Regions from separate parts of the Rattus norvegicus genome. Here all the other regions are linked to region 1. Evidence: chromatin contacts called from public Hi-C data. All regions are on one chromosome and are shown on one strand. Each heading gives the region's core, a stretch centred on a gene start, on an enhancer-like site or on the middle of the called end of the contact. The rest is flanking DNA. Distances are from core to core; before and after follow the strand shown. Region 1 holds the start of Lekr1 (leucine, glutamate and lysine rich 1). Region 2 overlaps Kcnab1 (potassium voltage-gated channel subfamily A regulatory beta subunit 1). Region 3 holds the start of Ssr3 (signal sequence receptor subunit 3).

What was found. A called contact is a pair of places that touch in the nucleus more often than the background predicts.
Region 2: a contact with region 1 is called in a Hi-C map of the Rat2 cell line, with 3 times the contacts expected there. The contact joins the enhancer-like site here to the promoter of Lekr1 in region 1. A contact is called at or near these places in 2 of 12 Hi-C or Micro-C datasets (the Rat2 cell line and Schwann cells).
Region 3: a Hi-C map of Schwann cells shows a contact between it and region 1, with 2.9 times the contacts expected there. The contact joins the promoter of Ssr3 here to the promoter of Lekr1 in region 1. A contact is called at or near these places in 3 of 12 Hi-C or Micro-C datasets (Schwann cells, liver and mammary epithelial cells).

What each region holds. Positions count from the first base shown.
Region 1 is chr2:152,199,621-152,202,771 of GRCr8, reverse strand. It overlaps Lekr1 (leucine, glutamate and lysine rich 1), which reads right to left and starts at 1,590. Exons shown (of 13, transcript NM_001115029.2): 1 at 1,167-1,590.
Region 2 is chr2:151,894,299-151,897,449 of GRCr8, reverse strand. It overlaps Kcnab1 (potassium voltage-gated channel subfamily A regulatory beta subunit 1), which reads right to left. Exons shown (of 14, transcript NM_017303.3): 9 at 324-409. Among named protein-coding and RNA genes, the nearest start is that of Ssr3, 39 kb to the left of the region's middle. Within about 2 kb of position 1,544, at least 13 of the 93 cell types and tissues checked have an H3K27ac peak or open chromatin away from gene starts, as enhancers often do.
Region 3 is chr2:151,933,424-151,936,574 of GRCr8, reverse strand. It overlaps Ssr3 (signal sequence receptor subunit 3), which reads left to right and starts at 1,413. Exons shown (of 5, transcript NM_031120.3): 1 at 1,413-1,567; 2 at 2,549-2,675. The coding sequence starts at 1,435.

The sequences.
Region 1 (3,151 bases), core at 341-2,840:
TAAAGGAAAAAAAATAATAATGCCAATGTTATTTTTATAAACTATGCAATCATTGGTGGAGGAGAGATTCCTCAACCCTGTGTTAGTCCAAAATATCCCTCATTTCAATAAGCTACAGTTTAAAACAAAACTAATGAGCTGTCTTCCCACATATAACACAAGACAATGTGTGTGCTTGGTAATGTTAACTATGGGAGTAGAGTTAATGATGTTGACATGGGTCCAAGTGACCAAGTACATAATCTGATACTGTCATAGTCACATGGTGAGAAACCAGAAGGCTTGTTCCCTTCAGTTAAGCCATCATTAGTAAATGGAAACGATAGTATCGTCGGCTCCACAGAACCATTTTCCCCTTAAATAACCAACCATATGTCCTCTTAAAGTACCATCTACAAAAGTATTAGCAAGCATGGACCTAAATAACGTATAAATTCAAGGTACCAGTGGGATATTTATTATTTAATGCCTTTCACTGTGACTACTCTAATGTATTACTATATCATCAGAAGGCTTCTGGTTATGAAAGAAAAATTAAAAATGGCACCCTGGTAAATTAGAAGGATCTCCAAGACACAGGGGTGGAGAAGAAACTGATTTTAATGCACATGGCAGAAGACATGGTGACAAAATTAGGGATCTCATTTTTTTCATGCAGCCAAGATAGAGTCGTTGGATTCATCCCAAGAACATTTGTAACTTGTCCCTGTATAAAGAAGTCTTTAACATTATTTTATTGTAAACCCATGTAAACTGTGAGTACGAACTGTAGTAACTCGCTGCTTTTCTGATAAGCAATGCATGATGGTTACAAGAGGTAGGCACCTTAAATTCCCGAGGTGACTGACTACAAGGGCACTACTTTCTTTAACGTTTATTTTTGTTATGCCTGTATTTTAAAGAAATGGCTTCTAAGTCTTTTAGAATTGGGTCTTTACAAAGATGTGACTACCCATGAAAAGAACTGTGGAATTCGCAGATAATTCTGCTTTTCAAGAACTGTGGGGCTGTTTGCTCTTTAGCAGGAGAAAACTTGTGATTTTTAATTTGCCCATTCATTACTTTACTAAACAAGTTCCTTTCGGTCCTTCCCAGTATATATGTGGAAACTGTCCTTGGCAAAAGTACAGTAGTACGTGGCCGCTGCTGCGTGCAAGTTTACGAACCTTCTCTGTGACACTGGTCACGAGATAGACGTGTGTGTTCTTAAATGCCGAAACGTCCTTGGTGGTTCATTTCCGACTCTTACACCGGTGTCACGCCCGGTCATTAACTCCGGTTCTGCTTCCAGGCCCTTCCTCTAGTACCATTCCCGGGCCGTGATTCACAAGAGGGCAGGTCAGGGGCAGGAGAGCGGGAGGTCACGCCCCGCGACTGCAGGAAACTAACTGCCCGACTCGACCGCGCCGGCCCAGGCCTCGCCCGAGGCACCGAGAGGCCGCCCTGCCTTCCTCCTCCCCGCCCCCGCTGCCCCGCCGTCCCGCGCGGCTGGCCTTAGCCCCGGAACAAAGTCCCTGCCGGCCTGGTCCTCTGAGAACTGAGAAAGGCCATGACCCTCACCTAGCCCGGGACTCCGCTGGGTGTAAAACGGCTTCCCCGGTCTCCCGGGCGACCGCACTGCACGTTGTCCTGACGTCAGAGCGCAGTGACGTCACTGCCCACGCCGTCGCCGACGCGGAAGCAGAGCTCCTTTGCATCACTTGTCCCAAAAGCGAGCTAGACGGAAGCTGGCGAAGGCGGCGGGGGTCGGAGGAGAGGGCGGATTTACGCGCGGTTCTGTGACGGACCGGGTTGAGGTCTGGAACCCGTGGGGACGACAGGCAGCGGAAGTGGGGGGCAGTGTGGTCTACTGCAGGGGCAATCATTGCTCTCAAGAGGAGGAAAAAGATGCTTTTAAATGGAATGACAGCACATCCTCAGCCATTGCCGCGAGGGCAGATTGACTGGGGAAGGCTTGCGTAGAATTTCATTCTATTCCGAAAGTCAAGATGAAAGGTTTAGCTCATGAACTGTTAATGAGACGTGCTATTGAACACTCAAATTGTGGAAGGCCTCAGGTTTTTACGCACTGACGACTTACCTTTATTCATACTTTATTCATAAAACAAATATTGATGACCTACTACGAGACAAGCAAGCAGGATGAGATGATGCTTGGTGACTAACACAGGCCACTAGTATGATTAGTGTCTTCTTCGTAGTCTGCTCCTTTTTCAGGATTATCTGCGGTCTAAAGTGCTGATACTCCAGGAACTAAAGAAAACAGTTTCTTTGCAGAAAAGACAGTAATTACTGTTAAAGAATAATTTGCATGAATAGAAAGAAAAGACACTGAAGAGAGGAGGGTGAAAAAGTGGTTCAAAATAGTGCCAGAACTATTGAAGCTGCTGGTTGATACCTAGTTTGAAAATAGCCACATGAAAATAGTGAATACTTCCCTAAGTCATGAAAGGTATAGTTAATACAGAAACAACAGTTACTTACTATTGTGTAACTATTATTATGTGCCATATTGAATACATACCAGTGTGCTAGAAACAGAAGGCTTCCGACAGCATCACCACAAACACTTGAGTTATGCATTGCACAAAATGTTACCATAACTTTAACATCACTGGATATTAGAAATTGTATAGCCAGTGTACTGGTCTGTTATTAACCAAAAATACTGTTATAGAGCACATAACTACAGTTTTGGCGATAATATTCCTTACTGAGCATTTATATCTAAAAGGGAAGGCACCCGTCTGAAAGTGGGGTAAAATACCGTGGAAACGCTGTAATTCACTTTCATCTATGCCTACTCATTACACATCACCCTGAGTCCATTTTCCTTGCCACTATAACTGCCCCTCAAACCTAAATCTCATTGCTGATTAGCCACAAGCCAGACTTTCTGTAGGGGTGCCCCATGTGAATTTGTGCCTAGTCCGATTGCATCTTGTTATGCCGTGTTTAGTGAATATTACTAGAAGGCTTGGACTTTCCTGAAGAAAAATGGAGGAGCAGTGAATCTGGGGGAGAGGGGAGATTGGGGGCAGGGGCCTGGAGGAGTAGAGGGCAAGGAAGATACAGTTGGGATGTATGAGAGAAGAATAGAGAAAAAAGAGGCCATGGATTTGGGGGAGAGTGGGGAGAGATATATGTTGTA
Region 2 (3,151 bases), core at 295-2,794, 310 kb after region 1:
ATGGCCGTAAATATCACCAAGAGAGGCACCAAATGTGGGGAATACTCTATTCACATATCTCATTAGCTCTGAAATTCTCTCTGCCCTTTTGCCCGTGCTGAAACATGGCATTTCCCATTTGCAGATCTGGCCCTTGTGTTCTAAACTGCTGGGCTCCAGCCCTCACTCACAGCCATCTCCTTAAGGACAGGGCTGATGCTAGAATTCTAATGGCATGGTCTTGGGAGAAAAGTCTGCAGAAGATGCAGACTTAAACATGGTACCTGAACATGGTACATAATGGCAAGGTGCCCGGAAACCATAAAAAATGGACACTAGCTCACCATGATCTCCATCGCGCTCCACCTCGAGGTGCCCCAGTACATTGCCATGCCTTGGTTGATCACGTGCGTCATGGCTCGAACGATTTCTACAGAAGCGCAAAGAGTGTTTCATGAACTCAGCTACTTTACAGAGTTGTGTTTCCCCCTCGTCTTTCCAGAATTTAGAATTTTTCTTTTTTCTCCCCCCCCATCTTTATTAAATTGGGTATTTCTTATTTACATTTCAAATGTTATTCCCTTTCCCAGTTTCCAGGCCAGCTTCCCCTTAACTCCTCTCCCTCCCCTTCAGAATTTAGAATTTTAATGTGATCATTTGATTACTATAATTACTCTCCGCCCTGGTGACAACATTCACCATCAGTGGTTTGGAAGCTTGACAGTTCTCTTAGGTAAACTGACACTCATTTTCAGTTTTCAGAAATATTCAACAGTATTAAACATGTAATGACCATTGCAGGTTCTTCCTTTACTAGTATAGCATCCCTTGATGGTTCTTGTTCTGATAAACGAAGCTGAGTGGCTGGTTCACAAAGTGATCAGGGAGGGAAGGCATTTGTCATGACTGTAGAATGTCGAGTCACAGAGGATGAACGAACGGCCTGTTTCTTCTGCATGGTGGATTTGCAGAGCCGTTCCTTTCCCTCAATAGCCATTTAATAGAGATGACTCAATAACTCTAGCAGCAAGATAAACATATAAAGTGCAGAACAAACAGCTGAGGCCACAGGGGCTCAAAGCCCACTTTGACACACCCTGTCCTTGGCCACTTTGAACCCAACATTGTTCTAGGACACCCATGTAATTGATCTCACCAGGGCCTGCTGGTGGGCCCACCCAGTTTCCACATCTGCCTCTTTTCAGCTTAACATCACATTTCCTCTCCCCAGAGGGTGGAGCTCAGCTAGTCCTCTTGGCACCAGCCAGATGAGACATAGAACTAGGAGGCATGAGGAGTTTCAAGTTCAAGTTAGCAAAACCCTCCAAAGCTTACACAAAGCAGGTTAACCACACCCCTGGGATGCCAGATTCCTGGATGTATTTCAAAGGTCAAAGTCTTGGGCTGTTTTGTTCCCAGTAATACCTCAAGATTAAATGTCCTTTAGCAGGGAATTCTCAACGTAGAACTGGGGTAGATATGTTCTTTTCTCATTTTTCTTTTTTCTCCTTTCCCTGCCTCATCTCTTCCTCTCTTCCTTCGTGCTTGTTCTTTGAGGCAGAGTGTCACTGTGTTACTTGTCTGGATTGGAATTCACCTATGTAGGACAGGCTGTTCTTGAATTTGCAGCAATCCTCCAGTCTCTGACTCCCGAGTGCTATGATTACAACTGTATGCCACTGTTCCTGGCTTGGAGTAGATGTAGCCTTATTTGTATTTAAGTTGATAGCGGGTAGGATTTGGATCGAAGGAGCCAAGGTCAGGGTCTTACCATCTTCGTTATTTGGCTTACATGTATTGTTTTAAGGTTTCCTTGGTTGGTTTGTTTTGAATACAGGGAATGTTTTTATTCACTACCGTCTAACAAAGAATTTGGTTTATTAGCTAAACACTTCCTTTTCTTGTGATCATGTATCTTATCAAAGCACCTACCTGTAAGGTTTATTTATCCTTTGTTAAATAAATGTGATAAAAATGTAAGAAACCTTCCCTTCTTTAAAGAGTGTACAAATGGGGATGGTAAAGGTTTCTGGAAATTGAGGCCATTTTTTTTGCATCTTTGCCCTAAATTAGCCACCTGCACCATTGCAACAAGTTCCTTCCTGTCCCTTCCTGTTTCTCCCCAAGCTGGGAGCTCCTCCAGTCACTATGCTCTTTAGGTACCTGTTGCTTTGGGAGCTGGACATGCCGAGGTGTGCCAGATGTGTTGGTATCACTGAAGGTGTTCACAGAGAGCAAGATGAATTTGAAGGCCGTCTGTTCTCTACAGACAGGGTGAAGAAGACAGAGAGGCCCTGTGGCCAAGCTATGTGACGTTACAGAAGCCTGTACCAGAGCAGTTAAAGCGGAAATTGTGAGTCTTCCAAGACGCATTCATTTACTTGTTGAACACATTTGGTGTAAAATTCCTAGACTTGGGGAGTTTAGGATTCGGTGGCAAGGATGGAGAAATAAAGAAGTGATTATAAAATATGAATATTATAGAAAAACATGAGCAGATCCAGGTAGGAAATGAAAGAGAAGATCTACTGAGTTAGGGCTAGGAATGTCCCACTTCCTGTCATGTATTATGTTGAAGCATTGAAACAAGTTAACTGGACTAAGCCTGGGAGAATAGCATTGTAGGATGATAGACACATGTGCAGACCCTGCAGGCAGGACAGTGAATTCCAGGGAAAGGACGGCAGGTAGCAGAAGTCCAGCACGGAAGGGCAGGAGAGAGATAATGTTGCCAGAGGACAACGAACCAAACTGTATGGAAAAGGTGGGTTGTTGCCATTTTTAGGCGAGGGAATGAGAGACATCTCATTGCAGTTTGCTTCTCAGAAGGCCATCCCTGCCTGTGTTGTGAAGAATCAGTGGAAGAGGAAGCCCTGGAGTACAGGCCTCTGGGAACCATCTGTCATGTTGCAAGGGTGGCCTGCAGTTGGGTTTTGGTAATTAAGACTGAGTGTGCTACCTAGTGGGCAAGAAGGAATCAAGGTCTTCTCCCAGATATCTGACTGTTTGTAGCGAAGACAGAAATGGTAGAAAACCTTTGTTTGTTAGGAACTGGAGGGGATGTGGAGCTGAAGTGGCCGGATACTTGAGATAATGAGTGGCCGCTGCTGGACACTGGTGTGTGTGGACTGCTGCTTACTGTCTGCGCTAAGTCATAGCAGTGGACGTCTGA
Region 3 (3,151 bases), core at 164-2,663, 270 kb after region 1:
TTTTCTATCATTCCCATTCACGCAGAGAAAAACCCAGCAGCAGCAGCAGGAGTGGACCCAGAGATTCTGAAGTGAGCACTTGCAGTTTGCTTGAAAATTCGCTAGATGGTTCTTATTTATTTACTTATTTCTTTGGTGATGAAATTGAGGACACTTGCTGTTGAGAATAGATGGACTTATATTTCAGGAAAACGTATTGAAGAATCTGTGTGGAGAACCAATTGAAAAAAAGACTGAAGATAAAAAGCACAGTGAGGATCCTTGCTCTGTAGATCAATGCCATTTAGATAAAGCAAAGGGAAAGTGCTATCTACAGACTGCTAAGAGGAAGCCGGAGGTTGAGGAAGTTTTGCCCTGTGCAGTGTAATGTTTACAGCATTGTAGTGAAGAAAAACACTTGCTGGGAAGGGATGTGGTTGTGTTTGTCTTTTGAAAGAAAAACGCAACCAGCTAGTCAGTTAAAATGGCATCTGTGCTAATATTGCCTTTCCGGCTTCAGAGGAGTCCTGCCAGAGGTCTTCAGTGTCATTTGGAACACTGGTGGAATGCTACTTTAAAAAGGTTCAAGCTGAAATAGAAAGAAACAAAATGGTAGAAATTTGTAAAGGCATGAGGCAAGTATTGAATGTTATCACCATTTGAAGATCATCATGGTTTTAGTGACTTCCTTATGTCTGTTTCTTGGGTGAATAGAGCCCATGCCCAAGAGACTAGGGCCTGTCTGTCACCTTCAGGTTCACCATTTGATGATGATGATGATGATGATGATGATGATGATGTAATAATAAAAAAACCAAACTTTAGGCCATGCAGATGGCTGAGAGGGTAAAGACACAAACCTGACAATTTGGTTCAATCTCTGGGACCCAGAAAGTAAAAGTAGAGAACTAACTTCCTCAAGCTGTGTTCTGACAACTTTGTGGCACGGCCTTCCAACCAACTAATCAATCAATTAATCATCAATCAATGAAACAATCATTCAATCAGTGTAATAAACTTAAAAAGAAATAAAAAGTGCACATATGAAATGAAATACCAATAAAGTTAGTTAGTTAAAACAGAGTACTGCTTGCACGGTTGCTCATGTCAGTTAACCAAGCCTGCCTCTGGAGACTGAGGCAGGTGAATTGGAAATCAGCTTTAGTTACCTGAGGTCCATAAATATACACTAAACTACAAATCCCGCCATTCCTTGTGGCGTTGAGAGCCACGTACCCTGAAGGATGCGGAAGTCTTGTCTACCTATCCAATCGTGTTTTGAGGCTTGTGAAGCGACGGCAGGCTGGCCAATCCTAAAGTAGCGTGCCCTGCGGAGACCCGCCTTCGCGTTGCGCTGACGGGTCGCGGGCGGATACGCGGCTGGGGCGGACGTAGACGCGGCCTTCTGAGTCTTCCCTGTCTCCCTGCTCCCATCCTCAAGTCTTTTGCTCCGCAATGGCTCCCAAAGGCGGCTCCAAGCAGCAGTCCGAGGAGGACCTGCTCCTTCAGGATTTCAGCCGCAACCTGTCCGCCAAATCGTCGGCGCTGTTCTTCGGGAATGCGTTCATCGTGTCTGCCATTCCCATCTGTGAGCCTCGGGCAGGCGGCGGGGACGTGGCGGGCGCGGTGGGGGAGGCCAGAGGCGGCGGGGAGGCCTAGTGTCGGGGCGGAGGGGGGGGGGGGGTGCGGCGGCGTCCTCGGGAACTCACTTGCCGCGGACTTCTGAGCCGGGCGCGGGTTCTGGCCGGGATTCGCTCATTGGTACACTGTCCTTCCCCTCACAACACTTTGACACTACGAGGTCTTTAGTGAGCCAGTGGGAGACCCACCAATAACCTTCACTGAATTAGCAACGTGACTCCCCTCATCCCTGAGCATCCTTTTGACGTGCAGAATGACAGGTTAGGCTGTGCTAGAGGTCCGCGGTCAGCCTTGTTTAGGATTTCAATAACTCCCAGAGAGCAACTCGAGACTTTGAATGAGAAACTGTCAACCTGAAGGCTAAGACTGTTTCCAAGCTCAGGTTTTCCGAGTTTCCCATCTCCTGACCCACGCTGCCACAATGTTGCTGGCCAATCACGTCCAAACGTATTTTGTTATTGTGGCCGTTTTAAAAGCTCAGCGTGCAGTGAATGTGGTGTGGAGCCCCCTGGTTCACTGGCCCGACCATGCATTGTTTTGATTTCAGAGCAGCCACGTCAGCAAGTTAACCAGTGATTTGGGACAGACAGTATTTGACTTAAAATGGCCTGTATTTTAACTTACTAGCATTCCATGAATGAAATCTTTATTCTTATTTGTGATCTCTCCCCTCTCAGTTTGTTCTCAAGTCAGAAGATGAAGAAATTTCTAGACTAGCAATGTCCCCACAACCTAACTTTCTGAACCGGGAAAGCCCTGAACTCTGGGACTAACCCAGTGTATTGGCTATCTCACCTCTAGTGAAGTTCCTCAGATACTGGGTAGGATTTACTGACTCTCATTTACCTGGTTTAGCTGGAGTTAACTCTGGCAGGCAGGTGTAAAGGGGTCGTAATGTGTTGTGTCCCTTCCTTTTGTCTTACCTCAGGGTTGTACTGGAGAATATGGCATATGGATCTTATCCAGTCTGCTGTTCTGTACAGCGTGATGACGTTAGTAAGCACTTACTTGGTAGCCTTTGCATACAAGAATGTAAAATTTGTTCTCAAGCACAAGTAAGTACCCTAACCCCAACCCCAACCTGCATATTTATGGGAGGGTGGCTTCTTAGAGGTGGTTTATATTTATTTATAAGCATTGGTTTGAAGTGTGTGTATACTTTGTGAAGAGAGCAATGCCTGGAGAGTTGATAACCTCTTGAGCCATGTGACTGACACGTCAGTGGAAATAGGTGTTGAGGGTGGAATATTTAATCCAAGTTTTTAATTGATGGTTTGATCAGAAAAGCAAATCTATTAAATAAACGAATGCTTCTGAAACCCAATGGATTTCTTTCTAGAAATTGCTCTAGACTGCCCATTTACTAATTTTGGAAGCAAAATAATTAAAAATTCTGGGACATTTTCAATGCCATTTACAATTTTTTTAATTTTGGAAGTCTGTTCATGTAGAAGACAACCATATTTCTTGAATTTCAAGATCATATATAGTAAGACAAATTATTTTAATAGCTTTTGGAGAAGAAAACTCA